Regions from separate parts of the Canis lupus genome. Here region 2 is linked to region 1. Evidence: chromatin contacts called from public Hi-C data. All regions are on one chromosome and are shown on one strand. The core of a region is the stretch at or near the end of the contact, and the rest is flanking DNA. Distances in the headings are between cores, read along the strand shown. Region 1 overlaps ELMO1 (engulfment and cell motility protein 1). Region 2 has its middle 10 kb from the start of GPR141.

Region 1 (5,302 bases), core at 1,686-4,185:
ACGCTCGGAGGAGACATCAGTTACGTGGCTGAGGTCAGACCCCTGGTGTTGGAACGAGAGAGCTTACTGGAGACAGCTTACTTACAATGAAGCCAAGTTTTTTGTAATCCCGGGTGTACATGGACTTGCGTTTCTCCATGCTGCCGCTGCTGTTATTAGGTTCAGACTCTGCATCAAAAGCAATTCTTCGAAGTTCAAATATGATGTCCCTCTGAGCCTGAAGGCGTTGGGGGGGGGGTGGGGAGAAAGGGGGGAGAGAAGAGCTGCTTTCATTGTGTGACATTACATATACTCCCTCTTTCCCCAGGGTCTAAATGAATCACTGCTTTCAGGCAAAAAGAAAAACAGATAAAAGACAACCAATGTTCTAAGTTAGAGCTGGGCATAGTTCCCCTGCCACTCTCCCTGCTGGTCAGCCCTGGCTTCATTCCATGTTTGTCCTCACGACCAAGTCATTTGAAGTGCTTAGGTCAACTGCCTAGTGAAATTCTAGATGGAGTCCCAAATATGATAGAAAGCCTGGGGCTGGGGGAAGTCAAGTTCAAGAATCTGGGAGCCCCACGCTGTCCGAAACAAAGTAAGAGGCACACAAGTTTATGAACAGTATTTAAGCGACAAGGGATCCCGGACTCCACGAAGAAGTGACTACATGGAAACAAGCCCTGAAGAATGGTTAAAAATGGCAAGTCTTTTGTTACGTATGTTTTACCACAATAAGAAAAAAAAATATGTATGTTTTAAATAAATAAAAGGAAGCATTTCCAAACGGGGAGGGCCGTTCCACATTAAGATGCATGGCCTTCCGTCACTAGGAGTGGTAAGATGACAGTCTCATCTCTCAGATGATTACACTTGGCCTTGCCAAAAGTCCGGGGCACGTTGGACAGCCTCTCAAAGCCTCTCCATCATTCTTAATCGCATGGCCTCGCGCCATGGACGAAGTGCTGCAGCAGTTACACACTTCACATGTGCAGTGCACATCTGCAATAGATCAGGCCCTCACGTGCCAATAATGAGTGTTTTCCTTTCCAAAGCTGCAGCGCTGCTTAAGTTGAAAATGTGCTACAGCAGGGCTCCCAGCTGTTTCCTCGCACTCTGTCCTCACACAGTAAAGTTCCCCAAAAGCCTTTGGACAGAGACAGAACCTTCCACGCACAACAACCAGAGACCTAGAGAGAATTGTAACAAACAGCCGACCGACCAAAATGCAAGCCCAGAGATCAGGTGTAGCCTGGGACCACCCCCCCCCCCCTCGGCACTGATCACTGGAGAACGGAAATTACTTCCTCAACCTGAATCAGTATCACGCGGAGCAACCAGAGGCCCTACTTGTCTGGGACCTTGACTCCAGAGCTATTACCTTTGAAGGTATTGGGACCAAGGGCCAAGGTTGGTGGCCATGTGACATCAGGCTTTCTTAGCCAAGAAAGGAAGAGTAAGCATGTGTGTGATGCATAATGAAAGAATCCATTTGCTTTATTCTTATTCTCTGAGTCAAAGTTCATCTAAATTTTAAATACATTCTTCCAAGTTCTAGGGCGTCTGGGTGGCTCCGTCAGTTAAGCATCTGACTTCAGCTCAGGTCATGATCTCAGAGTCCTGGGATGGAGGCCTGAGTTAGGCTCCCTGCTCAGCGGGGAGCCTTCTTCTCGGTCTCCCACTGCCCCTCCCCCTGCTGCACTCTCTCTGTCTCTCTCTAATAAATAAAATCTCAAAAAAAAATGCATTCCCCCAAGTTCTCAGATGGTAAGAAAACAACATCATTATCTAAAAATTCTGGATCTCGGAGTAGCCCGAGAGATTTTACTAACCATTTTCTCTCCCTTATGTGCCTTTTTGCTGCTGTCTAGTGAGCACGCACCTGGTCCTGGGGGTCCATCTTGGTCATCATCCGGTCTTCTAGAAGGTTGAAGGTAAGTACCTGCAGCACGTACAGCTGGTGTGCCATTTCATTGTTGATGGCTCTCTGAGCTCGGATGACGTGCTGGGGAGATAGTTCAGAAATCAGGATTTTTTTTTCTTAAGAAAAGGAAGAAGGAAAAAGCCAGCAACAATTAAGCCCAGTCATTACACCAAGCAGAAGCCCAGAAGTCTTCCCGTGGAGGCACGGGGAATGCAGGTTGGTGGGACCACCTGTCAGCTGGAAGGTGAGGATGCAGGTGATCTTGGAGCTTTTCTTGACATTGCAGGGCCCAGTAAAGTTCTGGATGTGTGGGCCAGAATCCAGGTAAAGACCTCCTGTGTGCAGCAGAGAGTAGAAGAAAGGAAGGCACTGCAAATGCCCTGGTGAGTGCAGCTATATAAATCAAGAAAGTGTGCCGGAGATAAGAGTATCTTGAAGAGAAAGGTGGGTTTCTACAACAAAAGCCTTCCCTGCATGCAGTGGAGGGACAAATGGTGCGTAGGTATTGTAAGCAACTTTGCCATCATCTTACCCTACAATGGTCTCTGACAGGTGATCCAGCTTCTAAATGGGGCAGAGTTTGAGAAGCAACATAAAAAAGCAAAGTTCCAATCAGACCCGAAGTTAATTCACTATGGAAACTTCTCCAGAAAACACCACCACCACAAGAAAATGAGCGGATTCACGTGCCTACCTTAACTCACCTGCCAACAATTAAATGAAAAAAAAATAAAATGACCCCCTTAGAAACAGAACCAAAATGGAACAAATACAAAAGAAATGGCAGGACTAGATATGGGTGCCTTTGCCCCCCACTGGAGCTGGGTCAGAAAGGAGATTGAACCCTTGGGCCTAACCTACATCCTCTTGCGCAGAGACCATGGTTGTGCCTTAAAAATGCCGAACAACCAGTCAATGTGGTGAAACAACCATTCAAATCGGTTGTTTTGAATGCCCTGGACCCAACCACGTCTTGCTGTCTGAAAGAACTTTCTTGAGGTGCCCCAACCCAGCATGCACTTGGGACTCCACGCCCTGGCTGTGAGTACCGTGTCAAAATAGTCGGTTAAAGAGGGAGGGGTGTGGAGAAGAATGAGGAACAGAAAAAAGCCACAGAACCAAAATAATGAGGGCGGTGGGGGTGGGGAGGTAGGTAGGTGGTGAGATTCGGGGGTGGGGGGTGGAGTGAAACCTGTATCCTTCCATTTTCAGAACAGAATGTTAATTCAGAGTATATGCTTCCTACCCAAGGTGTGTAGGCCATCTATTTTATTAGCAACTCCAAAGTATCTGCACTTCAACTTTTTGCCTGAGGATAGCAGCCTTGAACTGCCAACCATCACGGTCCCACAGAAGTCCCATTGAAGCAAACGGATCTTTCAGACACGTTGGTTACAGCCATTCCACTCACCCCATCTACAGGCATTCTCACCCCGACGGCCACACCAAAATCAGAAGAGCAGGCTAAGACCTTAATATAACACTTCCAATCCTTCGTCTCTCCACCTTCCTCCTCTTACACAAATACCTTCCCTGAACTTCGCTCTGATACTGTAGGTTCCACTTTCACTGAGAACTGGGGTAAAGATGAACATTATGAATCCTCCTGCAGTCTCTACCACACTATTCTCGGGCCAAGAATCTATTCGAATGTTCTACCAACACCCATTTCATATTCCAGTTCCAGGGAAAAAGGTATGTCATCCCCCAAGAACTGAGGTAACCTCTTTTATCAAACAATGAAAATCACACTCATATGTTTCTTTTTAAGGCCTTGTCAGCCAGGAAGTTTAAAATCACACTTGATGACAAATTGTAGTCCTTGCTATTGGCTTTGGGTTCTAGAATATTTATTGTGTTTGCCCTCATAAGGTTTTTAATTTGCAGTTGCCTCACGGTATTGGAATGCGTGTGTGCGTGTGTGTGTGTGTGTGTGTGTGTATGATTGTGAGCTTGCAGAGAACTCCTCTTTGAAATCACAGAAACAGAAATTGCTTCTTTGGTAATGCTGGGAATCAATCACGCATGCTTCTTTCAGTCTTTGGTTAAAGTTAAATAGCGGATAAGGCCTCAGGAAATCATGTCACTTGATTTATTTCTAAACATTCAAGACATAACGTGTAGGGCTTCTTTTCCACTGACATTCCAGGTCATCATCTCTGCATTGTAGTTAACGAGTGGATTCCATGTACGCCTTTCCTGCCTGTCTCTGCTGCAAAGGGGTCCAGGGAGATGCCTGTCATCATTTCAGGACTTCTGTCAGAGTCCAAGAGGTTTCCAGTTAAGCTTCTACATTAAAAACAGTTTAGGTTCACAGCAGTGGATTTTTTTTTTTTTTAGGTCCTAGAGCCCCTGATTTCCTAAATGCAAAACTAATGTGATGGGGAGTGTAATAAACCTGCCCCCCTGGGAGAGGTTTCCACCCCTTCCTGGCAGAAAGTCTTTTCTAGAGCAGTTCCAGAGACTCCTCCCTCCAGTCACATGAGACCATTCCTGTGGGAAAGCCCGTTTCTTCCAATTCCAAAGGCGCACTTCTTCTTCCTTTCTAGTTACTACTGCTTCCTCACAGAAGCAAAGGCACAGAACAAACCACAGACTGAAGCCAAAAGAGGAGATAAATGAATGCACCAAACCATTCCTGCCCAAGACAGTACTCACACCACAGAGATACTCACTGTTAAAATGATGGAACGCAGTTGCTTCTGAGCCAAAATGTTCGCCATCTCCTGTTGAAGAAAAACACACCCACGCAAAACCTGAGGTTAGAGAAATACATTTCAACATGGCCCCGAATGGCTTGATCCTGACTGTGCTTCCTAACTGGATATCAGCAGTATTTCTTGTGAAAGGAGAGACTCAAACAGTCCATAGTATTCAAATGGCTTTTTGCATGTTATGTTCAGATAACAGAGCCTCGTCCAAAAGCAAAGGAAGAAAAATCTGGCACCCACAAACTTCTTCCTTTTTAAGGAATTTCCTCCTTCCAGGAAAAAGTGAGTGTTGAATAAAAAGCAAATTCTCCAGATGAAAAGCAATGGTTCTCCACTCAAAAGGTTCATCAGCTTTTATTAGACTGCACATGTGCAGAGAGGTTTTACTAGGAAACATGCCTGCACCAAGGAGTTCCAACCATGTTAAGTCTCCCAGTCTTCTAAGAGCCATTTGATCTTAATCTGTGCAAAACCAAAGAGTGAGTGGTATGTACCCCAGGGCTTGAAAACAGTCTTTGCCAGTCAAGTGTGTGGCGCTTTTGGGACAGACAAATATCTGGGCAGGGGCTAATCTCCAAGAGCCCCCACCCCACCTTGCTAGGCCTCATTTATACACATTGTATTTGGGGCTTTGGCCTGCCTAGCACCGAGGATTTGTAGATGGCTTTATTAAAAGAAATGATTCATA
Region 2 (5,302 bases), core at 1,464-3,963, 320 kb after region 1:
CAAACTCAAAATCTCCGTTGGGGCTGATAACTAATGGTGGATATAAAATACAGATGCTGTATTTTATTAGAGAAACTTAATTTTATGATAGCAACTCTGGGCCGTTTATACCATGAAAAACTCGTAGAGAAGTTTGCCACAATTTCATACCCTAGCGATGCCTCCACAGACTTTATGGGAGTGTTATGTAAGATCATTAGAGCAGAGCTGGTTGGAGTATGTCCCCAGTGAGCTACCTGCCACAAGCAGCCAAGTTAGAGACTTGTCTGAACCTATGTCCCCGAGATAGGTCTTATGTGAAAGAACTTTCTCTGATATGATAAATATGTGCTTCCTCCCTAGCCTTTGCTTATGTGAACAAAGGTGATTTTTTTTCTTACGGCAAAGTTCTCTAAAATGACTATGGCACAGACAGTTTTAAAATAGATTCAATCTCCCGAGGAGCTGTGGGTAACCAAAATAGGGATCATTTTGGGTGGGTGGGGGACATCTTCGGGAAAGGGATAGGAAATTGATTAGGGGATAGGTTTCAAAACTCTCTAAAAGTGTAAGTTTTTAAAAGCCTATATTTAATGAGATCATTTTGTTTGTAATGATTCCGTTAAGGTAGGAATTGTTGACTGGATTAACAAGACTCCAAAACTTAAAATGAGTGAGCATACAAGCTTAAAATTCATTTCAGAACAATGTGTCCTTCAAGATTATAACCGGCTATAGGCACTCACACTTCCAGGCAATCTGTAGTCACTCAGGCAAATTCCTGAGGAGCCTGGGAAATTTTATGCACTGTGGCTGGCAAGAGAACAGTTATGAAGCCCACTATGTGCCAGTTGAACATACGGCAGTCTGTAAGTGAAAAGAGAAATTTGAAAAATATTAGGACCAGAATTTAGATGAGATGTTCATTCTGGAAAAAAATTGTAAATCAGAGATTCCGTTCACTTTATATACTCAAAGATAACCCAGAGAAACCACCCCCCCTCTTTTTTTCCAATCAGGTATATTTAGAATATCTCTACCTACTCTCCCACGATATTCTGGGATAAGAGGTTAAGAATGGCAGTGCTTTCCTGAAATGTCTGAGGTGGCTCAAAGAGTTTAACAACTGGATCAAGATGCCAATGGTTTCAAATCTTTAGCAATCTAAAGATGGACAAAACTGGAGCTTATGTAACACTCTCCAGAACTGCTTCAACATTTGTTTGCTCTAGAACTCTGTGGCTAACTACACTTGTTTCTGTTAATAGTAGAAGTTCACAAAGTACAATCCACAGGCCAAATGTGGCCTGCTGCCTGCTTTTATAAGTAAAATATCATTGGGACGCAGCCGTTTGTATATATTGTCTATGACTGCTTTTGACTTATAACGGCTGATTTGAGTAGTTGTGGCAGGGCTCATAGGGCACTCAAAGCCTAAAATACGTACTATGTGGCCATTTATGGAAAAAGTTTTCTGACCTCTACCTAGAGCATCCCATAATATGACACAAGTTTCCTGAAGATGCTCATTCAAATGAGGGCAGACAAGTACTGAATAATAAAGTGCTACGAAATATGAATGAGAGCATCAGTGTGGACAAAACTCAAACTTAAAGTAAACTCCAGGGGTGCCCGGGTGGCAAAGTTGGCCAAGAGTCTGCCTTTGGATCAGGTCATGATTCCAGGGCCCTGGGATTGAGCCCTGAGTCGGGCTCTCTGCTCAGTGGAGAGTCTGCTTCTCTCTCTCTCTCCCCTCTGCCTCTGCTGTGCACACACTCTCTCTCTGTCAAATTAATAAATAAAATCTTAAAAAAAATAAACTGTGTTGTGAGCCCATTCAGGAAAGATCCTGAAGTCTGCTGGGGTCACTACTGTGCAACCACTAGAGACACTGGCCACATTATGGTGTGTGCCCACAGATATCCCCGTCCATTGGCACCACAGCTACAGGAGGTTTAATCCTCTGTACATCTACATGGTCGGCTGTTTGGAGCCCAGTTTGTGCCATGGAGGAGATATGGCAGGAACCCTGACATAATGGCCATCATTTTTCACAAGTCTCACCCAATCTGGTGAGCCACTGTCCTTCCAGCATCATCACCATCAGGCCTGAGAGATATCATTTAGATTTTTATTTTCAAAGAAGGTGCCATATTTAGTAAATAGAAAAGAAAAGTGATTTATCTAAGAATAGAGTTGTGGGTTGATAGGTTTTCATGGAACTCCAGTTTTGTATGGCGTTGGTATCAGATTTTAGAGGCTTGTTTTGAAGGGACATGCAGGGTGAGTATGCTCAAGTTCCCTGCTTGCTGAGTATTGAGGGGTTTTCTGGAATGTGGGATTTCCATGCTAAAACTATGCAAGTTCTGGGCAAACCAAGAAAAATTAGTTACCCTAGGGCCATCACTCGTCAAAGTAAAGTTTTGGAGGAGAGTGAGATTACCATCAGAACAGTGTGGGTTGTTCCTTTATCCCCCTCCCCTTTGATTTACAACCAACAGGGCATCCAGAACTGAGCAAAAGTGCCTCTGCGTAGTACACCAAAACACCTGCGAGATCCACCCACATGTGCATCCAAAAGTGGGTCAAGAGGACCTCAGAGGAGGCTATGCGCCCAAGGGAGTCTGAGGATGGTCCCCACTTGCTGCTATCAGGAAAAAGGTAATTTGGAGAGTACACGAATGGGAAATAGAGAATTTGTGGAGGACTAGCCCAACTGATGCGAGAACTTGGTGAGGCTTTGGAGACACAGACAATTCTGGAATCAGAGGAAAGGGAAGGAGAAGGTGAGGCAGCCCCATTCCCAAGAGCTAATGCTGCAACATGCTGGGATTGTGCTGGTGGCAGCGTAGCAGCTGGCAGCAGTTACCTCTCTGGCAGAGGAGGTGGCAAATGAAGTGTGTAGCATATTTGGCTCAATAAGGGAAACCAAAAAAACTTGTGCTATAGCACCACCTCCTGGAAATAAAGAGAAAGGCTTCTAATTGCCTATTGTTGAACTGTTACCATCAAGGTAAACGAAGCCTTCCATAAATAAGAAAGGAGTTTGCTACCTTAAATGTGACGGCAGAGGCGCATTTCATGAAACACTATGAAAAGTCATAGTAATATGGGGTCACAAAAAGAAGATGACAATTCAGCCACCTGAACTCTAGGACAAGGCATACTGCAATCTAACTGATAATTCAAAATAGCTGTTATGGAAAACAAGCTCACGGCTGCCAGAGGAAAGGGAAGTGAGGATGGGCAAAATAGGTGAAAGGGAGTGCTTCCAGTTATGGAATGAATAGATTGGGGATAAAAGGCACAGCATAGAGAATATAGTCAATGATTTTGTAATAGCGTTGTAGGGTAATGATGCTGACTACACTTGTGAACATAGCATGACTTAGAGAGATGCTGAATCACTATGTTGTACATTTGATGCTAATGTAACATTGTGTATCAGCTACCCTCAAATAAAAATTTTTAAAACAAAAACACAAATCCCCAAATGGCTGTTATGAAGAAATTCAATGAACTACAGAAAATGCAGAAAGGCAATTAATTCAATAAACCCAAGAATAAAATTAATGAACAGAAGGACTACTGTACCAAAGAGATTGAAATTACTTTTAAAAAAGAAATCTTAATTCTGGAACTGAAGAAGTCAATAAATAAGATGAAGAATGCATTAGAAAGTTTTGGTAATAGGGCAGATCAGATGACAAAAAAAGAATAAACCTGGAAGATAGGAATTTAGATTTCTTCAGGTGGAAAAGGAGAGAGAAATAAGATTTTTAAAAAGTGAAGAAACCCTATGAGGGTCTCAGACTCTAGTAAGAGAGGCAATCTAAGAATCAAAGGTGACTATAGTTAACAATACCGTATTGCACGTTTGAAAGTCACTAAAAGTGAATCTTTAAAGTCCTCCTCACAAGAATCAAATCATTATTTTGTGTACCGGAAACTAATAGAACGCTACATGTCAATTACACTTCAATAAAAAATAAAATCAGGAATGATGATATTAGATTAATCCAATTCATAGTTGAGTTCTCTTAGAAAAGCACGTCATTTAGCAAGCTATTTAATTGCCTGAGATGATACGTAAAAGAAAACAAATACGTACATTTAATATTATCACAGTATGTCAAAACCTTGCAGTCCTATCCTAATCCCTATCAATAGTGGGAGATAAAGTCAGATTAATTTAGTGATGACAGTTTAGCCATCTGGATGACTATCTTTTCTAGTAATGGGGAACTGGAGGAGCAACTGACATTTACTGATTTTTACTTAGGTTGGATAATACCTCTTCCCAGAAAGCAGAAGCAGAGGTTCTACTTCTCGTGCTAGCCATGGAGAGAGAAGTGTGAACAAGTGAAAAGGTAGTATTTCACATCTCACGTATGTACGGAGAAGACACTTTTGGATGCAATACTAAAGACTACATATAACAGACATAATAATGTATTACAGGGTTGCCTGAGGACTATATATAAGATAATGTGAGGAAAATACTTAATGGAAGGCATAAGTATTCAACAGATGCTAGCTAATAGGATTATTAATCATAATCATTAATGCAACTCTAACATAATACCAAGTAATGACAGTATTTATAAGCAACAGTCTTGGAAAGTTACCGTCCTATTTCTGAGTTTTCTTTCCCATCTAGAAAATGAGCCTAATGATTCTTTTTTTTTTTTTTTTTTTTTTTAGCCTAATGACTCTTACCCCCAAGAGTTGCTGAAGGGATGATATAAAAAAATATTAAATTCTTATTTATTTGAGATACAACTGACATATAACCTTATGTTGGTTTCATATGTATAACATAATGATTCAACATTTGCATATATAGTGAAATTGTCACCACAATAATTCTACTTTAACATCCATCAAACACAGTTATAGTTTTCTTTTCGAAGATTTACTCTTCTACCCATTTTCAAATATATAATACAGTATTAGCTATACTCATCACGCCGTACAATACATCTCCAGGGCTTATTTATTTTATATGAAATTCTTAATATCAGTCTGGCACATACTGAGCATCCATCCATCCATCTATACATCAATCCAACCATCCATCTTCCCACTAAGCAAACAATTATTGAGCATATGCAACGTGTTTTGTGCTACTGTGCTAAGTGTTGGTCAGTCACTGTATATAAATTATACTCTGTAATTTCATAGAATTTATTTTCTGTTAAATTATAAACAAAATATGTATATTGACTTAAATTTGACTTTATTACAGTAGATAAATTAAGGTTTTTATTTACAAATTGGGAATGATAGCAAATGAGAGATTGTGTGTGAATGAGGAGACTTG

Evidence for each region. Hi-C and Micro-C count contacts between places; a contact is called where the count stands out from the background.
Region 2: a contact with region 1 is called in a Hi-C map of blood, with 5 times the contacts expected there. The contact joins two enhancer-like sites. A contact is called at or near these places in 2 of 9 Hi-C or Micro-C datasets (both in blood).

What each region holds. Positions count from the first base shown.
Region 1 is chr14:48,585,811-48,591,112 of UU_Cfam_GSD_1.0, forward strand. It overlaps ELMO1 (engulfment and cell motility protein 1), which reads right to left. Exons shown (of 23, transcript XM_038557346.1): 12 at 4,579-4,629; 13 at 1,862-1,984; 14 at 86-217. Among named protein-coding and RNA genes, the nearest start is that of ELMO1, 200 kb to the right of the region's middle. Within about 2 kb of position 2,936, at least 3 of the 20 cell types and tissues checked have an H3K27ac peak or open chromatin away from gene starts, as enhancers often do. A contact at or near this core is called in blood, where this site is marked.
Region 2 is chr14:48,901,743-48,907,044 of UU_Cfam_GSD_1.0, forward strand. No RefSeq gene overlaps it. Among named protein-coding and RNA genes, the nearest start is that of GPR141, 10 kb to the right of the region's middle. Within about 2 kb of position 2,714, at least 1 of the 20 cell types and tissues checked has an H3K27ac peak or open chromatin away from gene starts, as enhancers often do. A contact at or near this core is called in blood, where this site is marked.